Linked DNA regions of Mus musculus: regions 1 and 2 are each linked to region 3. Evidence: chromatin contacts called from public Hi-C data. All regions are on one chromosome and are shown on one strand. Each heading gives the region's core, a stretch centred on a gene start, on an enhancer-like site or on the middle of the called end of the contact. The rest is flanking DNA. Distances are from core to core; before and after follow the strand shown. Region 1 holds the start of Stxbp5l (syntaxin binding protein 5-like). Region 2 has its middle 65 kb from the start of Stxbp5l. Region 3 overlaps Stxbp5l (syntaxin binding protein 5-like).

Region 1 (3,191 bases), core at 434-2,933, 280 kb after region 3:
TTTTTGTGTGTCTTTTCCTTCTCTTTAAAATACCATTGTTGCTTATAAACCGATGCCAAAGTTAATATCTAAAGTGTTTTTATTCATTCAAATCAACTTAGTACTAGGCTCTTTGATACTGACGTCTCAACAATTTCCAGCCCTGCAAATGTATGTGTGTGTGTGTGTGTGTCTCCTTGTTTCTTCACAACAGTAAAGTAGAAATATAACAGGCCCTAAAGCCAATTCAAAACTTACCTTGCAAATCTGGAAATAGTCTGAAGTCAGGCTTTCCTGAATTTCCTCTCTCGGAAGCCCTGCAGTCCCTCCTGGATGGACAGAGCCACTTCCAGCCCCACCACTGTTACTGCCACTGCTGCTACCACTGCCAGGGGAAGAGGCAGTTAAGCCATCCAAAACTTTTCGGAAATTAAACTTCTTCATTTTAAACACTGTCGAAAAATTAAAAGGAAAAGAGAAGTGGTCACAAACATGGAATTTTACGGGGCAAAAGCCTCTATCTTTTCATTAGTCAAGGCAGGAGTAGCTAGTCCCCATTTTATGAGCATTGGATGTAATCGACGGGGAAGAGGGGTTCGGGCTTCATGTCCTCAAATTTTAACTTTAAAAGGGATATCTTTATAAGATAAAGAGAACACAACTCCAAGAGCAACAGTATTCCTTCCTTCGCACATTCAGATTTTCAAGGGCTTTATCCCCAGCTGTAGCTATGCTTTATCAGCACTGGGGTAAAAATAAAAGGCCGTGTCATCATCGTCATTAGCATTATATCATCATTATTATACAATCAAACCAGAGCCCAACAGACCAAGACCCTATGGACTGTTCTGAAAGGGGGGCTTTCCTTCTTCAGGGTCAACTCATAAATTTTTATTATCGGAAAAAACGATGTTGTAGGGGAACCAGTATTTACTCTTCCACCATGTTTGGGGCTCCCCCCCACACAATCCCATCATCTTCAAAGCTTCCTTTTTCTCAATAGAAACTAGGGGACAGGAAAAAAAATGGCTTTTTTCCATCCCATATACCCAAAAACCTAGACCCCAAAACATCTGCGGTGACTCACGGCCACAGCCGACGGGAGGGGCGAGCGGGGACCGCCTGCCTCCACCTGTCCCCAGCTCCTCTCTTCTGCCCCTCTCCCGCCTCTGGTCTCCCGTGTCCCCTCCCCGCCCGGCTCCCCCTCTGCACAGCAGCGGCTCTCCGGGGGATGTGAGGCGGTGACGCCTGCGGCCCGAGTCCCGCCTCAGCCTGCGGGGCGCGCAGAGCTGGCTCTCTCGCTCCCTCCCAGCCAAGCAGGGCGCTGAGGCTACCACCGCGGGCTACGAGCCCTGGAGCCCTCACAGACAGCCGGGAAGCCACACGCACCTCAGACAGCTGCGCGGGCGCGCTCTCCCTCTTGCACAGGCACACACACACACACACACACACACACACACACACACACACACACACACACACAGGCGTGCGCACAGGTGTGAGGGCAAGCCGCGATGGGACAGCACGGGTGTCCCTGGGGACCCCAGACTTAGCACCTTCCTCAGACGCCACTAGCCGCCGGCCAGCCCGTGAGGCGGAGGGCGCGGAGGCTGCAGGCTCACAGGCGGGCGAAGGTCCAGCCCGGATCCGGCCGCTTCTCGGGTCCCTCTGGTCCTGGTGCCTGGCGCTCTCCGAGGTCCTAACCGAGCGGGCGGGTCTGTCTCAGGCTCCGCCCCCGCCGTGGGAGGTAGGCCCCGCCCCAGTCGGCCCGCACCCTCCTCCCTCCCAGACTCTCGCGCCGGGGGCGGGGCACTCTGGGCACCAGGGGGGCGGGACATCCTCTCGCCAATCACAAGCTCCACTGACCTAAGTCTTAGGGATTCCAGGCAGGAAAGAAGTTTGGGGATAGGTCAGAGAAAAAGCCAGTGACAGGAGGAGGGGATCATTTAGGAAAGTAGGTGATGTATTTGATTGACAGCCATACTAGCCAGTATGCCTTGGCGCCGTGCTTTGGGGGCTGTAATTGGTGCTACCTGTTGAAGGACGCAAGTGTGAATCAATAGAATGCTTGCAAGCTTGAGAACTTGCGCTCCGGGAGTCCCAGGCTGCAGAAAGGGTTACCTTAGGTCGTGCTCTGGACTGTATTGTGGACCCGGCTTTTGGACCGGGCTTATTTTGCAGCCTTCCCCCACCCCCCAGCACCCCTTGAATCTATTTCTGCTCACCAGGGCCAGGTGCATCTAATAGACGATCTCGCTGCCCTGCTATATGCGTTGAACGTAGATTTGTAAATAATCCCTACAAACTGTTAGTTCTCTCCATTAAGTCATCTGTACCAAAATGAATTGGTTTTCGGTGGAAATGTTGGCTTCCAAATCTTAAGGAAATGATTTGCCTACTTTATACAGCCTATGGAAATAGACCAGCGTTCCCCTTCTCCACATAGACAAATTAAATTTTTGAGGAAACATTTCTCTCAAATCATGACAAGATGCATCTTAAGCTTTTTTCTCATTTGAATCATTTTGGAAAATACTCTATTCCATACAGGAAAAAGAAACATCGCACCATTGTGAAGAAGGTGATGTAGTTCTGAGCCCTGACTGGCTTTTGGTAAAAGGCTCAAGGTCCATAACTAACTGTACACTTTAATCTAAGCAACAGGGATCATTAGAAATCGTCCCAAATATTTACTGTCCTACATCTTAGGTATGAAACACCACTTCCAGACCCATCCCTTTCTCTGTCAGAGATGAGAGGGGAGAAAGGGAAGACTTGAATGCCTTATGAATTACTCAGGCAAATAGCAAAGAAACCATGGCGATCAAATCGCGCTCAGATTTTCGGAAACTCAGCTCGGTATTCACATTCTCATTTTGAATGTTCTACTCCTTAACACTTGCAGCACTTCTTTTTGTAACCCTCTCACACTTTCACGGTCAAACCCAGATAGTGATTTTCTTAATAACCATTAAGGAGTAGAACTTTGTGCTTCTAGTTAATTTAGTACCTGGCACAGTATTTCTCTTAGAAAGAGCATTCAAAGGGCTTTAGACAATGGATTAGTTACTGGCTATAAGATAAAGATTTATGAGATGATATCTAACTTATCATGCTTGGGAGGAGTGAAAAATAAGTATGGAAACAAATTTCATATGTGTTATAAACTGGATCTTGAAGTGCTTCTAAATCCTATATCAGATACCTAACAA
Region 2 (3,209 bases), core at 36-2,535, 340 kb after region 3:
CATGGAACTTTATTAAAAATTTTTTAAAAAGTTATAACAGTTCCAGGTCTCTTCTTTTATTCTTGGATAGGAATAGAAATTGGAAAACAGACCAGGGAGACTGAATTTCAAGAGAATAGGATCTGTAGGGGAAGGATGATGGTAGATCAGAAAGGAAATATATAGGAATATAGGGAAACTCACATGGTGAAGGAGGAGACTAGTCCCCTCCCAGTCCCTGTACCTTATTCTCTCTACCGCCCAATATTGCTTTCCTTTAGCATCAGTAGAAACTCTGGATCCATGTTTGCTACTGGCTTCAAACAAACATCAATCTTCAATTGAAAAACTGTCTCCAACACTTCTCTAAAAATCTCCATGAATCATTTTCTTTGAAACTCACTCCTTTATTCCAGTGTGTTTTAACATGCTGAACTTGGGAAATTAGGTAATTTGTCAAGCTGATTTGAGGGCAGTTGTCAGGTTAATTCTGAGACGAAATGGCAGGGCAGACACATTTAAATTTTGGATTGCGTTCTTATTGGAAGGTTTGTCACATGGCCTCTAAACCACCACTTGACACTGTCTCTTCTTCCTCAGAGACACACCCAACTCATTTATTCTTGAGATTGTCCTAATTTGGGACACCCAGTTAATAACTTTTTCTCCCCCCTTAGGTAAACACGTTCTTTAGCTTCCAAACTAAATTTTATAATATAGCTTCCTATTTGTTTTGTATATTCCCCAATGACATCTGATGCATAACCTACTCCACAAAGCCTTGATAACCATCACTTGCTTCTACTGATATACAGAGTGGGGTGACCCACCATATTGAAGGGGAAAAAGAAACAGAAATGCAAGCATGTTCTTGAAATAAATCTGTCGTACAGAACCATGGAGACCCAGAGTGGGCTCCTTCGAAGGAAGAAGCACAGCTCAGAGAGCAAGAATGAGAGAAGCTAGGCCTTGGGGGGTGGGGGAGAGATGGCAGAGCAGGGGTGGGGTGGGGTGGGGGTAGGGGGATCAACAGGGCTTCTGCTGGGTAGAGGCACTGCACAAATGGGAGGGAAGATGAGTCATCAAAATGATCGTTGCTCTCCTTCAAGTGAGGCTCAGGTACAGCCGTAGTGCCCAGGGTTGGCGGGATCACAATGACTAGGGTTTCCATCTTCAGGATGTGCCCAGCACTAAGCCCTAAGCCCTATGGCACATGTACAGAAACAAACACATGCTTCAATATTTACTCTCTGGGACCTGAATCCATGACACTGTAGTTGTCGATCCTCCCACAGCCACTGGACAAATGCCTGACTAAACAGATGGCCTTGCCAGGATTTTTTCACTTGGGTAGGAGGGTGGAGGCTTGCACGGCCAGAATTCTTAATTCAATATGTCTGCCTGAGCATGTTCTCTGAACAGTCCACCTAAAGAACACTGGGTAAAGTAGGGAGAACAGGTTCTGGGAGAGGGAAGGAAAAGAGAGGTGACTGCTATGGTATTTTTTTTTAAGGAAACCACAGAACTTAGAGTCTAAAAATGTAATTTCAAGTCAATCACCATAGCGAAAATTCCATGCACCTCTGTAAACATCTTTCAACTTTCTCAGTCTTGGTTTCCTCGTCTGTGAAATAATGCTTCTTTTGCCTGTTTCCCAAACATTTGGAAGGATAAAGTAAGCTTAATTTGTGTCAAAAAAATGTATGCTGTATGACATTTTAATGTCATATGATCCTAATCTATAGTTCAACTATTTAAACCTTAGTTTTTCCGAGGAGAAAAAACAAATGTGTTTTATTTTAGGTCTGTAAAACAATTTATTTTCATAAGAATATTTTTACTACCAATTGAATAATCAATTAGGGGATCTTCCCTGGGGAAGTCTATTTTCATGCACTTCTCTTCCTTTGCAACAGAGATGGAGACAAGTACAGAAGACCACAACCAACCAAAATGCAGAAACAACTAATCTTTCGGGGTCCAGCAGCAGCTGAGTTATCTACACACAATCCCTACACCAGGGCCTTGGGGACATCTTTGAAGAAAGGGCAGAGAGAGCATAAGAGCCAGAAGAACAGGATGCCTCCTGTGAGATTGTATCTCCTAGACACACCAGAGAAGCTCCACCCATCAAGCCTCAACAACATGGCTGCCCAAAGAAGCCCTGAACAAGGATAACAAGGGAAATCTCATGGGACCCTAATGGCATACAAAATATTCTATTTAACTTCAAAAAAAAAAAAAGATAAAGCAATCATACCTAGCTGTTCTTTTTAATTTTTTAACTGTCCCAATAGAAAAAAAAAAATCAAGAATTAACCTTTCCGTTATACACAGAAGCTACAGAAAATAATTTAACAGCGGAGAAAAAGCAGCAATCTTTCAAAAGACATGCCAAAAGGACTTGGATACTTAAAATCAGCTTTGCAAACCACTGGAACCAGGAGGCACTATTAATCTTCGGTGTGTTAATCTAATAATTAATCATTTGACAGTCTCAGGAGAGATTTTTAGCAAAATCTAGGTCAGGGGACCAACCATGCTTGATTGCTGATTAGCCTTGAAGCCCAGCTGGGGTTTGTGGAATTATAGCATGCTGTGTGACTTCAGCAGGGCAGCACTTTCTCTCAAATACAATTAGAATTTTTTAATGTCAATATTTTTACATGTTTTCTCTCAGCCTATTTAAATTCAGATTTCTTCTTGCGCAGTTTCGTTGGGTTGATGTCGGCATATTTCTCTCCTATGAGGATAAGATCCCATTCAAACACGGTCTACCAAATATTTATTGGGCATCTGTAATACAGGTAATATAGATAAATGTTTAAATCTATATGCTGTTGACCTCATGTTGAACTAGCCAAACATAGTTCCTGGGTCATTTTTACAATTCATAGCCTCATGAAACAGAAAAATTAAATAAAAGATAACTGGTAATATAGTCATAGTTTATGATTCCTGCAGGAAGAAAACAAAAAATAATGGAAAAAGAAGATGTGAAGAGCATGAAATGGCAGTGAATACAATTAAAATGCATCATATGCATGCAGAAATTATCAAACTTCTTTAAAGTTGGAAATCCTTTAGAGGGCTGGAGTCTCAAGAAGGTGATATTGAAGTTAAGACATAAATAGTGAGAGGTAACAGCCATACTAAATGTGTTAGGGCAGAATAATATATACAAAGGAGCCAGTGTTTTAGCAAAGAGTGGGTCATATCTTTAAAAATAC
Region 3 (2,873 bases), core at 272-2,771:
CCATATTTACTTATTATCAGTGTGAATTCATGGGTTCCTATTTTATTCTATTACTATGTTTTATAGTTAAATTATCCTTGACTTGGCCTGTGTAAGCTCTTTCAAGCTGTTTTTGAGTGCTTCTGAAACGTAGCTATCTTTCATCGAATACTTCACCTTCTGATACAGACTATATTCCAGAATTGAACCAGTCACTCTTCATGATGCTCTAGCCCATTAGCAGGAAAGAATACTTGGAAATCATAATCCAGCATTAATTGTCTTGATTGCTTTGTATCTTTCTGTCTATTCAGTGTTCAGAATTAGGAAATATTTATATACAACATATACACACCTTTTCAGCATGCATACACACACATATAATATATATTTATATGTGTATCTATGTATATAGCTATTTATATAGATACAATTATATAAATATGTATAGTATATATATATATGTATATATATATATATGGACAATCATGTTCACACTGATAACCAATTGTATTCGACATTACAAGAGTTTTCCTACCTTTTCTTCTTTAAGAAGTTTTATTATTTTAAATTGAGACATAATAACTATACTGACAGGGAATATTTGATAGTCCTGTACATCCTTAGCATAATCACCCCCTCAACTGTCACCTCTTTGTGGTGGAACACTTAAAAGTCCTCTTCTTTATCCATTTTGAGCATAAAAGTTACAGCCCCAGTTACCGTGCTATATGTAGAAGCACCAAAATTTAAAGCATTTTAGGTTTTTCTTTTAATTGTATACCCTTCTGCAGTCTCTGTGAGAAACTTGGCTCCCATGTCCTCAATGAATTTATTTAAATGCTCAATTCCTTGAATGTGGCCACCCTCCAGAACCAAAGGGGTTGCCTCTGCCCTGCTTCAAAGACGACCTCAAATTCCAAGGTCACTGACCAGGGAAGTCTCAGCTGCCCCTCCCCCCGCTCAGCTCTGTGGGTGCACCTCTTACTTCACCCCTGTGGTACCCACTTCTATGTGAGCTTGCCACTGCTAACCTGCCCCAGTGCTGGGCTTGCCCTTTAAATAGAGCAGATGGCAGGAGCGGCTTGAGGAAGGAAGTCCTGTTGAATGGGAGTGAGGGAGCAGGGGAGGCAGGAACGGAATGACAGAGGAAGGGAGACGAGGGGGGGGGGGAAGCAGAAGAAAATGGAGAACAGAGTTTTGTGGACTTATGTTGTCATCACAGAAAGACAAACTGATTCTGCTGAGACAGATCTGAAATAGAGACTAGCATTTATATTTTAAAAGGCCCTATACCTTTTTCTTTTACTCAAAAGTATTTTTTAGCCCAAGGCTAGTTGTCGTTCCTTTCAGCTATAGAAGAAAGCTTGTGGTGGAGGAAGAATTTTCCTAAGATAATTAGAACTTTGGAAGAAGAATACGATCAGTTGGCTAAGGCCACCATATAGGAAAATACCAGAAGGAGAATCAACCAGCTGGTGAGAGCAGAGCAAATCAGAGGATTCCATGACCACTAGATGGAAGCATAAACTCACAGCAGACTCATTCTTCCAGCTTGAGCTGTAAAAGCAGGAAGGCGGTCAAGGCCACCCTGAGGTGTAAGTCCTTGCACCACCACAGTGTCTTGTGGGCACTGTTATCAAGTTTGCCTTTATATTTATTCCACCGCAGGTCCCAGTTAATCAATAGCCTTACAGTTTGTCTTTAAATTTTCACTAAACTCTTACACATGTCTGCAATTTGATAGAAAATCTGAATAGGTATTTCTAACCCGAGTCAATCCATAAATTTAAACAGAATCTGTATACATCTAGGGAACTTAGATTTTGTTTTCTGCTTTTTGCTCAATTCAGTGTGTTCTCTTCATCCCCTCCATGTCTTTTAAAAACATCCATTCTTGGTAAAACTACAGTTAACACTTTGCAAATGAATGTTTTACCTCTATATATTTAATCTTGGCAAAAATCATTAGTATATGACATCATGACATAAGAGAGCATCTATGTACAAACATATACAATTTTATTGATATCTCTACAGACTACAAGAATTTTAGGTATAGTCACAATTGCTGAATGCAACAGAAAAATAGTAATTTGTCCTTTTCTGAAAAGATGCAAAAATTCTGAAGATGAGAGAAAGATTCATCAATGGTGTCACCTGTCTGTTATTTCCTAGAGTAAAACATCGCATAATTCAGTACTAAACGTGATAGGTTATTAGAGATTTTTGATACTGTGTACAACTATCCAAAACCACCACCTAGTTCATCTTCTGGCTTTGCTGTTGAGAACAGTGGGCCAAGATGAGAGGGGAAGTGGCGTGAGGGAGAGGACTCGGAGTGTTTTTGTGTCATTGCCTCCCACTGGCTGGACTCTTTCTTGCTGGAGTGTGAGCACTTTTTCAGGGCACTTGTTCTCAGATTATGATTTTTCCATTTATGCACATACCCCATAAGTCAAAGAACAAATTCAAGTGGCCCTGGGAGCTTTAGGAATAGCAATAAAACAAGGAAGAGTTGTTCTCCCTGTTTGCTAACCTCAGGTCCAGCAGGACACCCACAGCAGAGCAGGCGCCTCTCAACATGTCTGCTCCTGGAGAAGGGTGCCTAATAAACTTCAGAGGATTTAGTGAGTGTTTTGGGGAATTTCCAATGTCTAGATATTGAGATTAATTTTACCATTTAGCCTTTTATACTGCTGATTTTATGATATTTCTAGTGTCTTATCTAAAAGACAGTCAAAATTTACATCCTTGACTTAAATAACTGAAATCAAGTCACACAGTAATATTACAGAGTTACAAAGACTTAGTGGAGTTGACTGGTTAGAAATGTACACTCACTTTTGTTCTGTGAGAGTCACAGAATAAATGCCAATCAAGATAAGACTGTC

The links. Hi-C and Micro-C count contacts between places; a contact is called where the count stands out from the background.
Region 1: a Hi-C map of cerebellum shows a contact between it and region 3, with 2.1 times the contacts expected there. The contact joins the promoter of Stxbp5l here to the enhancer-like site in region 3. A contact is called at or near these places in 3 of 39 promoter capture datasets (embryonic stem cells, hippocampal neurons and liver), 1 of 484 Hi-C or Micro-C datasets (cerebellum) and 1 of 115 datasets of contacts at active chromatin or transcription factors (forebrain).
Region 2: a contact with region 3 is called in a Hi-C map of cerebellum, with 1.9 times the contacts expected there. The contact joins two enhancer-like sites. A contact is called at or near these places in 1 of 484 Hi-C or Micro-C datasets (cerebellum) and 1 of 9 other capture datasets (embryonic stem cells).

Annotation. Positions count from the first base shown.
Region 1 is chr16:37,383,275-37,386,465 of GRCm38.p6, forward strand. Stxbp5l (syntaxin binding protein 5-like) reads right to left here and starts at 1,684. Exons shown (of 28, transcript NM_172440.3): 1 at 1,536-1,684; 2 at 238-431. The coding sequence starts at 423.
Region 2 is chr16:37,448,811-37,452,019 of GRCm38.p6, forward strand. No RefSeq gene overlaps it. Among named protein-coding and RNA genes, the nearest start is that of Stxbp5l, 65 kb to the left of the region's middle. Within about 2 kb of position 1,286, at least 5 of the 459 cell types and tissues checked have an H3K27ac peak or open chromatin away from gene starts, as enhancers often do. A contact at or near this core is called in cerebellum, where this site is marked.
Region 3 is chr16:37,107,955-37,110,827 of GRCm38.p6, forward strand. Stxbp5l (syntaxin binding protein 5-like) reads right to left here. Exons shown (of 28, transcript NM_172440.3): 28 at 1-2,873. Among named protein-coding and RNA genes, the nearest start is that of Polq, 98 kb to the left of the region's middle. Within about 2 kb of position 1,522, at least 10 of the 459 cell types and tissues checked have an H3K27ac peak or open chromatin away from gene starts, as enhancers often do. A contact at or near this core is called in cerebellum, where this site is marked.